3 separate regions of the Gossypium hirsutum genome follow, and all the other regions are linked to region 3. A link is a contact called in public Hi-C data. All regions are on one chromosome and are shown on one strand. Each heading gives the region's core, a stretch centred on a gene start, on an enhancer-like site or on the middle of the called end of the contact. The rest is flanking DNA. Distances are from core to core; before and after follow the strand shown. Region 1 holds the start of LOC107901469 (sec-independent protein translocase protein TATB, chloroplastic). Region 2 holds the start of LOC107951282 (deSI-like protein At4g17486). Region 3 holds the start of LOC107951278 (scarecrow-like protein 8).

Evidence for each region. Hi-C and Micro-C count contacts between places; a contact is called where the count stands out from the background.
Region 1: a Hi-C map of leaf shows a contact between it and region 3, with 2.3 times the contacts expected there. The contact joins the promoter of LOC107901469 here to the promoter of LOC107951278 in region 3. A contact is called at or near these places in 2 of 34 Hi-C or Micro-C datasets (both in leaf).
Region 2: a Hi-C map of leaf shows a contact between it and region 3, with 2.0 times the contacts expected there. The contact joins the promoter of LOC107951282 here to the promoter of LOC107951278 in region 3. A contact is called at or near these places in 3 of 34 Hi-C or Micro-C datasets (all in leaf).

Annotation. Positions count from the first base shown.
Region 1 is chrD09:18,562,684-18,565,799 of Gossypium_hirsutum_v2.1, reverse strand. It overlaps LOC107901469 (sec-independent protein translocase protein TATB, chloroplastic), which reads right to left and starts at 1,297. Exons shown (of 6, transcript XM_016827493.2): 1 at 820-1,297; 2 at 610-731. The coding sequence starts at 1,039.
Region 2 is chrD09:19,022,273-19,025,585 of Gossypium_hirsutum_v2.1, reverse strand. It overlaps LOC107951282 (deSI-like protein At4g17486), which reads left to right and starts at 1,794. Exons shown (of 4, transcript XM_016886277.2): 1 at 1,794-2,287; 2 at 3,153-3,313. The coding sequence starts at 2,153.
Region 3 is chrD09:18,805,597-18,808,966 of Gossypium_hirsutum_v2.1, reverse strand. LOC107951278 (scarecrow-like protein 8) reads right to left here and starts at 1,326. Exons shown (of 1, transcript XM_016886272.2): 1 at 1-1,326. The coding sequence starts at 718.

The DNA.
Region 1 (3,116 bases), core at 48-2,547, 240 kb after region 3:
AACTAGAAAGATGAGTAAAAACTGATAAAAAATAAGACTTCTTCAAAATAAGCGAAAAATTTTCCTTCTCTTTACTAAAATTAAGTCATGGGAATGGCTTTCAATAAAAAGGATTCTTTCTATCATCTAAGATTATAATTTAAACGAACATTTGAATTCTAATATAAGACAAGAAACCATATCAATTTCAGTTTCAAGCAAAGCTAAGTATTGTCTATAAAATCCAACACTAAACCAGCAATAATTTTCAGTTTCAACAATTTATCATACCAACTTCCCAGGCACTCCTTAGAAAATTCTACCAATTTTTTTGCTTCTTGTTGATTAATTCATATTTGAAGCGTTGAATAGAGATTAATATTTTAAAATAGTTGCCACAAAGCCTACGTTTCCAAAGCTTAGGACCTATCTAAATCCAATACCCGCATGAAATTAGAAACTTGAACTGTACAAATACATACATTACAAACATATGATAGACACAAACAGCCTGGAAAATCATCAAATGTTACAAACCATAAAAGGAGCAAGTGACAGGTTGGTGCTTATAATTGAAACAACATGCAAATGAGAATGACTTGTCCCTTAGTATATAAAGGCAGAACATACCTCAGCCAGACCCTTGGGACCAAACACCAACAAAGCAACTACCCCAATAACCAGAGCCTCAGGAGCTCCAACGCCAAACAAAGATGCATGAACCACCTTTCCTTTACATCTTCCTTTTTTTTCTGAAATTCAATAATCAAAATAAATGAACTGCATAGAGTAAAAAGACATCTTAAAAAGAGGAAACCCAGACCAAAAAAAAAAAAAAACCTAATTTAAGAGATTTTGGTGACATTGAAATGCCCAGATGCTTTAGACCACTCCATTGAGAAAAAAAAGATGGACCCAACTGAGGAAACCACGTGGTGAAACGGAAAGGAAAGGATTTGCGATGTGAAACTAAAGGAGAGAAGGAGAAAGTAGTGGACTTGGAGCTAACGGAAGGTGTGAATAAGAATGCGGAAGTTGAGACGGCCATAATTGTGGTCATTTGAAGAGATAGATAATTTTAGTGAGTTTAAGGAGAGCTTAGATTTTTCCGAGCATAGACATGGAATTGGGAGGGGACAAGGTTATCTTGAAATGGGAAGATGTCTAAAAATGCAATATGTGGAAAATGATGGTCGAGGAGATTACGATACCAACAATTACAGAGAAGGTTTCTTTTGGAGCTCACTTGATCCGGATTCTGGAGATCTTATTGTAGGCTGAAACGGCCATTTCAATGTGGGTCGACACCTGACTATCATGATCAGCCATCACCAAGTTCTGGGCTTGATTTAGGTAGTCAAATGCTGGCACATCATGTTTAAGATAGCCCAATTTTTTAGGGCTTCTCCACGATGTTTGATAAAAATGAGTTACGTTCAGTTTTCTTTCTTCAATAACCTTTACCCTGGATTAATTGGTAATATTTTCAATTCGATTCTTATACTTTCTTTTTCTTTTTCATATTAATCTTAGGAATAATATTTAATACACCGTGGTCCACAAGTTTTATTTATCGATATCATCGATAAATAATATTATTATACCTCATTATTAAATAAAATAAAAAAGAGTGGATGACTTATATAGTGATTTTTTAAAAAAAATTATTAAATAAATATAACTATATAAAAAATTAAAAAATTTATTGAAATTTTATATAATTTTTTTACTAAAGATACATGTCCAAAATGAACTTGAATAATTGGGGCCAAAATTTATCTAAATTTGGAAATTCATTCTAAACTTATTTTAACAACTACACGTGTATTTTAAAGTAAATCTAAAAGGGTTTTCAGTTTTGAGATTTTTGAATTTTGATGAGATGAACCTAGACTTGCGTTTGTCCAGGTTCGTTCTGGACATGCATTTTTTGATTTTTTTTTTACCTTTTTTAATATGAGTATACGATAATATATAATATAAATGATGAATTATATAGAATCATGGATTATAGGACTAGAGGATAATATGTTCTGTCTTGATTTACTTACTTGTATGGAGCAAGGATTAAAGTTTTGATTAGACATCTATTTTGGTAAGAGTTCAAATTATATCATGTCATCTATCACCATAATATTATATAATAAAAAAAGGGTGGCTTAAATTTTTTTTAAAATTATTTATTGAATGAAATAATAAACTTCACATAGGATCCAGAATCAGAATATATTTTCAATTCTCTGAAGATTCTAAACTACATAGTAATGGAGATCGGATGATACTAAGTATGATAGTTGAATATGGATATATATTTTGTATGAGTATATTTAATTTATGTGTTGAATACAAATATTTTAAAAAGGATAGAGAGGTACGTGTCTTTGCAACATATAATACCAAAACAAGGCCAAAGTATTTGTTGAACAGGTAAGAGATAAAAAGAGCATATTTTCATTCATTTATTACATTAAAAAAAGCAGCAAATGCAGATGATTGCAACCAAAAATTAAAATAATACTTCAGCTTCAGCTCCATCTTAGTTGCCGCAAAAAACACAAAGTAACAAACCTGTCCGAGTAACATCTGTAGATACAAGCCAATTCCAAATGACAGAACTTCCATTCCTAGACTAGATGCCTGAAATTCAAAGATTTTTAGTTGCCAGTGGATTCGAACCTCTAGAATAGCAAATCTGAGTAGAATTCTTTTACATGTAATAGTGTTGTCTGTGAGTGACATCTATGGTGGAAGCCCTACTCCCTACTGCTCTTCATTCTTTAACTTTGTGCTGGAGCTTTTGTTTGTTTTGAATCATTATTGACACTGTAGCTGTCAGGATTTGTTTTTGTAAGACTTTATTATCGAAATGCAAGACCTCAAAGCGAGGAAAGCTCTCTCCGACTATTTTTTTTGTTCACAAAATTTGAATAGACTTTACTTGGGACTTAACCTTGTTAGAGAAAAGTTATATTCATGAGACCTTCGGGTTAAAGGTTACCCAAATTCTTAGCTTGAGTTAGTGGCAACTTTATAGTGAATGAGAGCAGACCTGTGGTGTTTCAAATCTGGGGTACACTTTAACCATCTCAAATTTGGAGTCATTGCCATTGGGTTGAATTTGATGCAACATCTATAGG
Region 2 (3,313 bases), core at 545-3,044, 220 kb before region 3:
TAAACTACTTTCCTTTCTTAGCCAAACACTTATGGGTGGGGCAACACGTCAAGGAGCAGCCCTGAGTAAATGTGCTCATGGGACGGGCCAGGTCGGGCCTAAGCATGATATTAACATACTTTATGTTTGCTCAAGCCCGACCCAACTCAAAATATGGGCCTAAAATTTTGTCCAAACCCACCTATATTTACAAAAAACTAAGCCAAACCCATTTTAAACCCACCCATATTAATTTTAATTTTTTATATTATTTTAATTTAATATTTAATATTTAATATTTTTATTTATTGAGATTTTTTATATAGTCATCTTAGCATTATTTTAATGTTTACGTTAGAGTAGTATTATATATTTACTATAGAATTATATTTTTAATGTGTTATAAATTACATAATATATAAAAATAACATAATATAAAGTATTAGAAACTTAAAAATGGGTTAGGCTCGGGCCATGAATATTCAAGCCCGAGCTCAATCCATATTTTAAATGGACCTAAATTTTTTTGCCCAAACCCTCCCAAATTTCGGGCAGGCCTTCGAACCTAAACGGGTAGCCCAACTCATGAACAGATCTAGCCTTGAGCTACACGTCCCAACCAAAAATAACCTTTCCGATCATAATCCTATAGGGATAACAATTTTCTCCATGGTTGAGATGACCACATAGAAATCATAATAAAAAAAGCTTTTCATAGCAAAACCTAACTTAAACATGGGTACCTTTAGGAAGAGCAATCTTCTTTCTTCTCTTCAAAGGATTACAAATCTTAACCTGCACCCTTATACTCTTGAAGGATTTGATTCTCGACTTAACAATTTCACATTATACTCAAGAAAAGTTCCAATAAAGTTACTAAATTGCTTTGCCATCATTTGCGACATTAATCTATTATGGAGGTCATGTATCTGCACCCAAAAATCAATAAAGTATAGCAAAACTTGCAAAGGATCCTCATCCTTCTCAAGCCAATTAAATGCCAAAAGATGATTGTTGAAAGTTCAAGGGGCTCCATCTACTAATCGATCAATGTCAACTTCGTAAAGAATTTAAATAGATATCGCTTCTCTGTTATATCTAAAATAGCCACTCCCTTAGAAAGATGCCAAAGATTCTCAAGCTTATTTTGCATCGCTTGAAACTGGACTACACTAGTGGTTAGAAAGCACCCAACTAGGCAGAACCCATCATTAAGACCACACTCCTCTTCCCCGACATTCACTTCCTAGGCTTCTTCTTCCCATCATCAATCAGCAAATTGTCCATCTCAAGCTCCATAGTCAATGATTGACTTTGTACCCCTGATCAGAAATAAAAAAAACCCGAACACTATCAGATCCAAATTGCAAGCAAAAAAACGGCAAGAGAAAGCAATTTAAAATTAAAATAATTAAAATAAAATAATTTAAAATTAAACCCGAGCCTAAAATAAACTTATTTATGAATGATTTACTACTTTATTTATAATTCAATTATTATATATATTTTTATATATACAATTTTAATATTAATTTATGTGAAGATATTTTATAATTAAGTTTTTGGCTCAGATGTCACATAATCTAATTTAATAAAAGTTCTAATATACAACCATGTAAATACTTAAAAAACGAGAAGGGCACAAAAATAATTTCGATAAGAAAAAGATGTCGGTGTTGCGTTGGAGTTAATAATTGCATAACGTGACGACGTGGGTGGGGCATCTTATCCAACTCGGGGCTGTGAATCAATCACTAACTCAGTGCCCGACAATTGTAAAAAGAAATATAACTAACCATCTGCCCATTCCCGTAAATTCCATCAACTTCCAAGGGCCATTTCAAATTCCCGTCATTTTCATCTAAAATATCCTCTTCCTTGCCTCTATTCTTTTTCAGTCCAAATTCTTAAAAGCTTTGAAAACATTTTAAAAAACAAAATCTAATATTGAGAAACAGGATTGGAAAGAGATTCCGGGATTTGAGCATTTCGAGGCGGAAAAAGAATTACTTCTCACTGTTACGTAACAAAATTCCGAAAGAGTGCGAAAAAGCAAAGTTCGACTCCTCAATCCAACGGAATTTAATCGTTGGACTTGGAAGCTTTTAAGAGTGCAAAAAGAGATAGAGAGAGTAGTAGAATCCAGAGAGCTGTTGGGGTTTTGAGTTTGAAGATGACAGAGGTGAGATTACACATATATGATGTGACCAACAGTGGATCGGATAAAACCAACAGCACTATTGTTCAAATCAACAAGATCTTCAAGGACGGAATAGGCCTCGGCGGCATCTTCCACAGCGCAGTTCAGGTTTCTCTTTTCACTTTTACATTTCTATTACTTTCTTTATTGTTGTGCTTGAATGAGATCTAGGGTTCTTGGCATGGGACTTTTTTTTTTGGTGTTCTTTTTCTTGGATTTTAACTTGTAAGTTATATGAATATTTGACCCTGATTTTAAACAAGATGTGCCGTTCTTGTTGCTGCGTTTCGATAATATTTATTAAAGGAAATGGGAGCTTTAAATCTTTGTTTTGGTTAAAAGGAGTTGTTTCAACTTTCAAGGTGGTTGTGAACTGAAAAGAGACTGCTACGAGGAATTTATGGTTAATCTGTAGGTTTATGTTTTCCCTGTTTCTATTGTAGGGTGAGAATCTTGGTAGTCTATTTTATCATTTTAATTTATCGAATTGATCTAGTGAACTCTGAGAGATTTTGCAACTATTTGTTCAGTTATTGTGGATTATTTGTATCCAGTTTTATTTTTGAAAGAATTTATAGAAATCTGCCATGATGTTACTTCACTTTTTATTGTAGTTTGGGTACCATCAATGGTTACTTCACACCGCTTTACAAATTTAGATTCATTTTGTCATTAATCTCTTGGCTCATCTTTTACATTTTCATTGTTGCTTTTTATAGACTAATTTTGTTGATACCGAACCAATAACTCATTGCTTCAGATACCTGTGTATCTATCTAATTTTTTTTTAATGGATATCATATGAAACTTTTAGTTCTCCAAAGAGAACATTTTGAGACAGTATCTATGCGGTCAAATTTTGGGATCTGAGGTATGGTATACTAATGTCAGCATCTCATGACTCTCTTTAATGAATCTGTTATTGATGCCTTTTTCTTGTCAAACTTAATAACTTAACATGCCATGTTGACAGGTTTATGGAGAAGAGGAATGGTCTTTTGGCTTCTGTGAGCAAGGGTCGGGGGTGTTCAGTTGTCCTTCTGGCAAAAATCCAATGTATACATATCGCGAGTCCATGGTCCTTGGAATAACTAACTCTTCAAAATTGAACGTAAACCAGATCTTGCAGGAACT
Region 3 (3,370 bases), core at 77-2,576:
ATGACGTGGACGAAGAGGATGAAGTAGTTGAAGAAGTAGGCGATGTGGCAATCGGCTTGTTAGGGCTGCTCGAACTGATCAAGGTTTGTATAGTTTCTGACCATTCGCTGTTGCTATTGGTAATCACCGAAACGGCATCTCCTTCCTCCTCGTTGTCGTCGTCTAGTAGCTGTTTCTCCAGCTCTTGAAGCTGATTCATCATCTTCTTTTCCGGGTCTTGCGCCTGGACCACCCGTGCTTGCACCAAGTTCAAGTACTGAGCGCTTGAGAAACCAGGGTTCACGGCCTGGATTGTGGCTCCGGAGCTGATACCTAGAGGAAGTTGCTGCGGCCTCAGCTGCTGTAAAACCGGCACCCCGTATCGCTGCGACATGGAAGAAGAAGGCGAGAAATTACAGGTAACGTCCGGTAACATGTTGCACGAGAAATCTATAGGCGATAAGGGAGAAAACGGATAAGCGTGCTGGTAATTTTTGGGCTTAACTGGACGGGGATAAAGATTATTGAGGCCGTGGTTATTGAAGTCAGCTCGTGTTCGCTTGCCGACGAAACTGGGTGCGGCTCTGTTCACGATCTGAGACGTTGGGTCCATGAAGATTCCATGTGTCCCGTACGGTGCGGTGGGTTGGTTGTTGCTCATGGAGCCACTGTTAGAGACGGATCCGCCTGCTATTCTACCGTAAAACTCTGTGCCACCCCCGGAGAACCCCGATGTCATTTCCCTCCCCTCTCTTTTCTCTCTTCAGAGAGCGGATTCATAGAAGAAAAATAAATGAATGAAATAAGAATAACGTGAATTAGCTTTTGAAGAAACTCATGATTGAAGACTCGAAAGATAGAGCTTCGATTATGGCGTAAAAACGATTCTCCTGAATCCAACGGAGGTGTGGATTAATGGAGAAGATATATATATAAAAGAAAGAAGGGGTTTCCAAAATCCAACCAGCTCTTACCCGTCCGGTTTTGGTGGTTTCTGGTTTTATATTTAAATTAATGTGTTAAATACTTTTTTTATTTTGATGAACCAAAGCAATCAGATCACAGCCGTTAATCGCTTTTCTGATTTGGCGGTTCTTGATATTTTTTTATAACAGTGTTCGGTGATTGCTTTTAATGAAGACCACGGATATTAGCTTCAGTGCGAGCTGTTTGAAAACAAATACCACGCGTTTTTTCTCGAGATTTAACTCACGTAGCAATGGGAATTGAGGTACGGAGAATGCGAGGGTAAACCTCCCAGGTGCTTACCCAACTTTTACAATGTTTTCATTTTTGGTCACATAAAAAAAACTTGTAATTTTGTCACTCAACTTTTAAGGTAATTTCATTTTAGCCACCTAAATGTTAAATCCTTAATGGCACCTCACTGTACACACCAAATCATGTCACATCATATTTATACTTTCATTTTGTAACCCAACTTCTAAATCACTTTTATTTTGGTCGCCCAAAAAAATATTTTTAAAGTCTTTATCCAAGTAAAAAAAATAAGTATCAAAATGAAAAAATGATAGAAACTAAAATAATGCATTAAAAATTTGGCAAATTGTACTTGTTTATCCCATTCTTGAAAATTCTAATTTTTTTCACTCTTGATAATATCAACCGGTTTATTATCATAATATTGAAATTAATTAATTAATTAATTAAACTCCATCTAAATTTTAAAATTTTATTTTATGCTTCTAAATTATCTTTAACAAAATCAACTCGAATAACTCATATTAAATAACGAAAAGAATAATAAAAATAAATTTAAGTTTCATAGACAATTATTAAATATGAATTTTTTAGTTGATTTTGTTAAGGATAATTTGAAAACATAAAATAAAATTTAAAATTTTAGGAGGAGATTAAATTAATTAATTTGATAAATTTCAATATTACAGTAACAAATTGGGTGACACTATCAAGGATAAAAATTTTCAACAATTTATTTAATTGATTTTGAATGTTCTGAAATTTAATTTTTCAATATTGAAAAAAAATAGAACTTTCAGCAAGGAAGTAAACAAATACAATATGAGTTTTTTTAATATATTATTTTAGTTTCTATAGTTTTTTCACTTTAATCTTTAATATTTTTTTACCTTAATCAATACTTAAAAATGATTTTTTTACTAAAAAGAAAGCGTCGTGACCAAAGTGAAAGTGTAAATATAAATTGGTGTATAGTCAACCACCATTAGAGATTTAACGCTTGAGTGACTAAAATGAAAACGCCTAAAAATTGGGTGATAAAATTGCAAGGATTTCTTTTTGGATGGTTAAAATGAAAGTGGCTTAAAAGTTTGGTGACCAACTGGGGAGTTTACCCAAAATAAAAGTGAAATGTGAATCCACGCGAAGGATATGATCGTCGGACGTGAATTTCAATTGAGTGAAATTCTAATGATCTTTGTTGGGTATTTCATCACCTGACAGGACAGTTACCAACTGTTTAAGAAAAAAGGCAAGGGGCAGGAACAAGTAAGGAAAGCGGGTTTTTTATTAAAATGGGTTAAAAAAATTTTTATATACTGAAATGGGATGTGAGAAAATTTATTTACGAAAATAGGATATTTTTTTTATCGGAAACTATTTCAGAGGCACCAATGAATAAAAAATATTAATTTTTTTTAATGGTTTATATTAAAAAAATTTATAAAATATAATTAAATATTTTCCCGGGTTAGTATATGACCGGTATAATACATAGTATTGGCGCCTATTTCAGAGGCGCCAATGGTGGTGCCTATCTGAGAGGCGCCAATGGTATTATTTTATGTAAAAATTTGTTTCAAAAAATTAATAAATACTGTTAAATAAATACAAAATCAAATAAAATTACATAATATAAAAGTTACATTATATAAAAATTAAATGAGTTAACAACAACTATATGATTAAAAAAGTCAGTTATAATTAAACTTTTAATAAAATGATTTTTAATTTTTTTATAAACTTTTATGTTAAACTCACCAAATACTAAACTAAACACAACAATTTATAGCTTAATCCTAAATTACTAATAAATTAAATTTTAAATAATTACAAACACAAAATTTATAACATAATCCTAAATTACTAACAAATTAATTATAAAATAATTACAATATTCATACAAAATTACAATATTCATACAAACAATATTACAATATTCATACAAACAATATTACAATATCCATACAAAATTACAATATTCATACAAAATACTAATCCAAAACTATAAATACAAAATTAATTATAAAATAATTACAATATTCATACAACATTATAATATTCATACAAAATTACAAAATTACAATATTCATACAAAATACTAATCAAAAACTATAAATACAAAATTAATTATAAAATAATTACAATATTCATACAAAATTACAAAATT